Linked DNA regions of Gossypium hirsutum: region 2 is linked to region 1. Evidence: chromatin contacts called from public Hi-C data. All regions are on one chromosome and are shown on one strand. The core of a region is the stretch at or near the end of the contact, and the rest is flanking DNA. Distances in the headings are between cores, read along the strand shown.

Region 1 (3,500 bases), core at 100-2,599:
GATGTAGTTTTTTAAGGGTCACTTTTGAAAAAATTTACATAATACTAGAATTCTATCAGACATGTATGCGTATGAAAACCACAGACTTAAAACTCATATGCTTGTTTAAAAGTAATATACAATAAACGATGAAACAAAAATGTATTACAATATATAAAAATGAAGCTTTAGTTGAGTGAAAATTTAAGGTTTTAATAATCTAGCAATTGACGCAGGTTCAAATTATATCATATGCATATTTTATTTCATTTTAGTTAAAATTAAAATATTAAAGTCTCTCGTATGATATCACTTTTTTTAATGATAAAAGAAGGTTAAAGTTGACATCAACCCAATCAAGAACTTAACAAATAATATAAATAAAAGTCACTAACATTCAATAACATATATAATTTCCCCAACTAATTAATTTGATATCCAATTAACTTTTTACAACTCATGAATTTTATTATTAGTATAGATATATAGATAATAACATTTGAAAAAGGTTGAGCATATTATACTTGTCCATAGGTCCGGTCTGAGGGCTCGCTCGAAAAGTGGAAGGGTTTGAGTAAAAATATAAGCTCAAAAAATGGGCTTAAACAAAAAATAATGTCCATTTTATAAATAGTCTAGGCTTCGAATAAGCTTTTTTGGCCCAGGCCCGGTCCGAATTTGTAAAAGAAAAAAATTGCTGTTATTTTTTATTGTTTTGCCACTGTTTTTTCATTGTTTTGCTATCATTTCGTTATTATATTGCTACTATTTTGTTGTTATTGTTTGAGTATTGTATAATTGTTGTTTTATTATTAATTTTGTAATTATTTTAGATGTATTTACTTGCTAAGTTGCACTTATCATAGTGTTATTTAAGTATTTTTAAAATTTTTTATTTGTCGAAAAACATTTATTTTAATATTTTTAGTGTATTTAATGTATTATATTTTTAAAACTGATTTTTCTATAACAAAATAATATAAAATTTTAATACAGATGGATCAAATTAAACTCGAATTTTAACATTTTTATTCAGGTTGAATTTAGATAAAATTTTAAATTTAATTTTCAGTCTAAATTAAACCCAAACTTAAAAAAACGTACCTAATTGTTTTAATTGAACCGACCCGATCTGGCTATTGAGAACTCTAGAGCATATCCCAAATTCACGTTTTTCATAGCGTTCGATTTTCAACTTTCAGCGGGCGATCATTGTTTTTCTCCCTTAAAAGCCTATGTAACCACTACATACATGTCATTCCCTAAGTCAGTCCATAGGATTTTGAAAACCGACTTTACTATTTTTGCCACTATGCCCACTTACCCATCCCTGAAAACCACCAACACCAGCCAATCCCTGAGTCTCCCCACGTTTTAATATTTTAAACTACAGCCCCACTTAAACCACCCACCTGTGCCTCTCACTCTTATCCATTCGGTCTTTTTCTCGTATAAATACTTCAATCATCAACGTCTTTTTCTCCGTAGTTCCAATATCCATTCGAACATCTCACACCACTTTCTTTATTCAGAGTTTAACCTAACCAATAACCAGAGAGTTATAGATATGGCAGATATTGCTTTGCTTGTTGCTGAGGATTACGAAAGGAGGGTAAGGGTTTCGAGGAACAAGCAAGAAGAGATTGACTTGGTTTCTTGGGTAGCAAAGTTGGGTCAGAAAGTGAAGATAAAATTTGGGCAGCAAAGAATTGAGGCTATCCAGTTGGCTTTTGAACCAAAGACCCAGATTGGTATTGCAGCTTTCAATGGAGCCTTCTCTGCTTGATAACTTCTCACTTTCTTTCTTTCTTCTTTCTAAAATCATTGCTCTGAAACAGTTGTAAATTAAAAAAAAAAACCCTTCTTTTTTTATACTAGTAAATGAAAACCCATTTCATTTTGTCTTTGATTTGTAAATTCTGGGTTCTTTTTAAAGCATAATTTTTGCTATTGGTGATATGATCCTGGGTTTTAACTGGGATCCCAATATTATAGATCAAATTATGAGAAATAACGGGGAGTCCAATAATCATCTCGGATTCAAACATTATGCATAAACGAAAATAAAAATGAGTCGAAAAATATGGTCAGGTCGAGCCTGAAAATTAATATTTTTATTCAAGTCAGGATTCATCAAAATAATATGTCCACCCTTAGGTCGGTTCGAGTCTACAATGATAAAATATATTTTATTATTGGTTGAAATCTGCCAACAGTAATTCTACTTTTAAAATTTTAATCTCTTTAATTTTTAGATTTTAAAATTTAAATTTAACTATTAATATTATTAAATTTTAAATTATATTGAGTTTTTTATTTTAAAATGTCAGATAAATAAATTTAGTAAAAATTTAACTGTGTTAACAGTTAAATTTGAATTTTAAAATATGAAAAGTAAAAATAATTATAAAGATTTAATTCCTAATTTTTTAAAACTTCAGGGACTATAGGCATATAAACCCTTTATTAGTTTACTTGAGTCGGACTCAGAATTCGAAGCATGACAATTGTCTAGTATTATTTATTTTTAATTATAACATCTTATCTTTCTTATATTTATATATTTATATTTCTTGATGAGTTTGGTATTCGATTCTGTTTGAGATTTAAAAATTAAATATTGTGAATATTGTTATTCTTGCAGCGTAATTTTTGAATTTCACAATGCAATTATTAAGAGTTTAACATGTGTCTTCTAATAGAATTAATAATAATACCACAAATCCATAGTTAGTTCGTGAATTATTTAAACTACGCACCTTCATTAAAGCTAAATGAGGACCATGTGGAGACCTTAAATAATTGATTGCTAGTTACCCAAATATGTCTCATCTTAGGTAGTCACATCACAATCACTGTCAACGGTATTAAATCATTTTTCCACATCAATGATCTTAGGACACAAAGTTGAGCTTGTCCTCACTATATAAAAAGGTCATGCAAACAGCTCATAGACTCGCGTAGAAACCAACTAGAAGCACTCCAAAGAACATTCCTTAAACACAAATAATTCCATCGGGCTTCACCTCTTCCTCATTCACCCAAACCACCATCTTTCTCCCTTGTTCACTTCACTGGTTAACAATCGGTGCTGTGAGCGTGAACTAGCATCTCGCATCCAGGTATAAGTGATCCTACTAGCACTGATTTTAATATCGTCAATGATCAAGTTAAAGATCTCGCTGGTCATGACACGACCAAATAATAACCAAACTAGAACAACCCAACACCCAGGTTCCTTGCATGGGAACCAAAGCACAAACTCACAAAACCAAACCAACCCTCAAAATCAAAACCAACAAAATCCCTAGTAGCAAAACTCATACCAATAGTTCCACCAATATCTTGTTGGATCTGATGTCCTAAGTATAGTATATTCGTTTCTAAACTTGTAATTTTTTTCGAGCAAATTGGTTAATAAAACAATTCATGGATTATATTAATATACTTTGTATAATTATTCTCACGTGATTTTTGCATGCAAAGCAGAATAGAAGTAAAAATTGACTCACTAGTTGCCT
Region 2 (3,654 bases), core at 1,056-3,555, 65 kb before region 1:
CTAGTAGGTAACAACACAAGCAATGAAGACAAGCACAGTATATTACAAATTTGAAACTAAAATGAAAAGAAACCACTATAAAAAGAAGGGTATATGACATATCATTTGAGTTGTTTTTAGCATTAGCATTAGCTTTAGATGTAAGCCACTTAGGAGGAAGTAAGATTTTTTTATTTTTATTTCAAGTACAACTCACACACCTACATACGTTCTAAGTTATCACACAGGCTATGCAGCGGATCGATCCCACATATCGGGAATGAAGTGAACACTCTTGGTCAATGAGTCCAAGATGGGGTTCTAGGAGGAAGTAAGATGCTTAAGAAATCTAAGCCACTTGATTAGATGTCAGATGGTAAGAAAGATGCAAAACATACACAATCAATTATGGAACCAAGACATTGCAAGTTTCCGAGAAAAGTGATTCTATCAGTTTCGGTATAATTGAAGCCAAAAGTTATACAAATGCTGGAGAATAGAGAAAATTCAGATGTTTTTGTGTAGAGAATTGCAAGAAAGTTAAACATAAGAATGCATTTCATCAAATAATTGGCAGATAATAGAGACAATCACTGAGCAAAACGTAAAACTTGTTCTTATTGCAGAGGTGAAAAATGCAGATTTCAGACCCGGAATAGAAGCCACAGTTCTAATTATAAAATGACCGTAAATTAAGCATGATTGAACATACAAAACACTAAACAAGCTCAGATGATTCAAAAATCTTTTGCAAAGCAATGAAAAGTAGACAGTAAAGCTTAATCAGTCGAGTCTGAACCACGTTAGAGATTTATCTTATGCTAAAACCATAATAAGCTCCATTTCTCCAAGTTACAGTATACGAAACTACGATCATTACAGTTTACAAAATCCGACCATTCTTATGAAATTTTGGCTTGTGGAAGAAATCAACTTATGGGAGGAAATGCTAAAATGCTAAAATCCTACGATCGTTACCCATTACTACTTTAAAATGCTAAAATTTTGGCTTGTGGAAGAAATCAACTTATGAAATTGTTAAAACACAACAGATATTGAGGTAAAGAGAACCGGAGGGGGAGAGACAACCGGATGGAGATATAGAGCCGTCGCTGCGTTAGGATTTGAAATTAAATTTGGGGTTTGTGTTTTGGGAGGAAGGACGATGGTGTTGGGTATAGTGAAGGTTTTAGCGACGATTGCACTTGAAAACGTCACTGAAACAAAAGGGCAGCTTAAATGAACATTTATGTTTAGCGGCGTTTTTATGTGGAAAATGCAAGTAAAAGTAAATAACTAGACTTTTGACGATGTTTGACTTGATGTATTCGCGGGGTTTAGGCATTAAATGCTGGAACAAAATTTGGTTGCATCATGTCACATCTTTTATAAGTGAAGCGTTGTTAGTGTAATAAAAGTATTGAATCTACTCTATTTACCTGATAGTTAGGATGTTTATTGTCTCAGGTGTAGTATAGATTTGAATCGTGTTAATGGCTTGTTGTTAGAGTTTTCCTTTTTTTTTTGTAATTCATAAAAAAAAAGAAAAAAAATCTTGTATGGTTATATCTTCATTATTGTACCTAGTGAGAGATTTTGGACGAAAACAAACATGCCTTCACTTCAGCCCCAATTAAAAGTAAAATCCATGGCAACAATTAAAGCTATTCACATTTTATGTTGGGTTGATTATTTGTTTTTATATTATAGAGTAAAATTTTAAAAATTAAAATATACTCTAAGTAGGATTTTCAAAACTGAACCAGTGGTCGAACTAATTAGGCCACTGGGTCAATTGAATAAATCATTAAAAAGTATTTAAAAATAAAAACCACTTTAATCGTTTTTTTAACTTAGCTCAACCGGTCTGTACTGGTTTGCATGTTAACTACTTTGATGCTTCTCTTTAGACCGATACCTTGATTGGTTCAAACAACCGTGACTCTAGATTTCTACACTTCATATATTTGGAATTTAGTTCTCTTACTTTTATTTTTAAGAATTTGGTCTCTTTGCTTTTTGGATTTATAAATCTACTTTCAAAGTATATATAATCACATAACATTTTAATTGAAAAGTTAACGATATTATCTATTTGAAGTAATTAATTACATTATAAAAATATTAAACTAATTAATAAAATTTTAACAACATAGAGACCAAATTATGTTAGAAATTAAAGTATAAGGATAAATCCAAAATTTAAGCATATTAAAAGGACCAATATTGAAAATTAACCACTTTTATAAAATGTAAAAAGAAAATGAAAAAAATGAACGAGGGTGTGCGCCATATGTAGCATGAGGAAGATACTTTGGACTTTAATTCAATATATATGTATAGATTAAAGGAGGGTGAATAAAGTGGTGGTGCCAAACCATCTAGGAGGGGAAGGAAGATAAGGTATCATTAATGCTTTGAAGTACAACACAATTTTTGGAAATGTTCAAAATCTACTGTAAGTGCTTCTCAACCAAAACAAATGTTTTCTTTGTTCTATTTTCATTTAACTATATTTTATTTGTTTCCCTTAGAAACAACAATTCTTACTTCTCATATAGCATCATCAACTCCAGTTCCTTCAGTACCTGTAACTCCACCAACAAGTGTATCAACTTTGGTAGAACTAGATCCTACAACTTCAACAATAGCATTGATGCTAGCAAGAATTATAGTTTAGGTAAGCCTCCAAAAACAAGTTAGACCCTCTTCACATGTTCCTATAGAATTGATTCAAAACTTTGTAGGATTGTGGGATATTATCCTCTAGAAACAAGTCTCCAGCAAAACCATTGAATGCAACAACATATGTTGAGGTAAATGATGATTGTTTTCATTGTTTGACTTGCATAAATAACACCTGATATGTATGTATGTGTAGGGTTTTTTTATTGTCTCTCTATACAAAACAAAAACTACTTCGTTACAGTGATCAACTCCTTCAACTGAATAAGGTATTTCAATAGACCATTCCCCACCTACTTCAACCAAACCAATAGATACTAGCAAGACTTACTAAGAGGGGGAAGCAGATAATGTAGGGAATGAGAGTTTACACCAATGCAATAAATTGAAAAATTCCATAGCACATTCCAATGTTCACATCAATGCATAATATGCCATTAATCAAAATCTTTGGTAATATTAAACCAAATTGCTAACAGAAAATGTATAACAAAAGCATAATCCAAGTGACAAATATAATAGTTCTTTTTTGAGATGGTTGACAGGTATCTCATCGTCTTCTTTTTTAACCGCATAGCTTCCATTTGCATAGTTTAGAATTCCTTATTATTAGCCAATTGTTGTGGCTGATTGTTGTTAATTCCCAATTGCCTATTCTTTGTTAGTAACATATTGTGTTGATGAATTAAACAATAACGTTCCATTGTTTTGTTGTTTCGCTCTTCTCAAAAAACGAAATATAAATTAACAACAGTACTAAACCTATTTCAACAATAAACTCAATTACTTTTACGCAACTTCAATAAAAACTTCAAACATCAATAATTTCCCAACAAACAATTTTCAACAAATTTAACAATCGAGATATAATCTCATAATTCAACATCAATTTAAACATAAAAAAAAGTTATATCCACCATAAGCCCCAAACTTTATAAACAGTAATTTCACAAACTATAAATCTTGTATTACTACTCATTCTCATCTCAC

Evidence for each region. Hi-C and Micro-C count contacts between places; a contact is called where the count stands out from the background.
Region 2: a contact with region 1 is called in a Hi-C map of leaf, with 2.5 times the contacts expected there. The contact joins the promoter of LOC107941232 here to the enhancer-like site in region 1. A contact is called at or near these places in 11 of 34 Hi-C or Micro-C datasets (callus, hypocotyl and leaf).

Annotation. Positions count from the first base shown.
Region 1 is chrD03:6,337,195-6,340,694 of Gossypium_hirsutum_v2.1, reverse strand. No RefSeq gene overlaps it. Among protein-coding and RNA genes, the nearest start is that of LOC107950383, 12 kb to the left of the region's middle. Within about 2 kb of position 1,349, at least 8 of the 9 cell types and tissues checked have an H3K27ac peak or open chromatin away from gene starts, as enhancers often do. A contact at or near this core is called in leaf, where this site is marked.
Region 2 is chrD03:6,403,402-6,407,055 of Gossypium_hirsutum_v2.1, reverse strand. It overlaps LOC107941232 (glutathione hydrolase 1), which reads left to right and starts at 2,305. Exons shown (of 7, transcript XM_041089682.1): 1 at 2,305-2,437. The coding sequence starts at 2,422.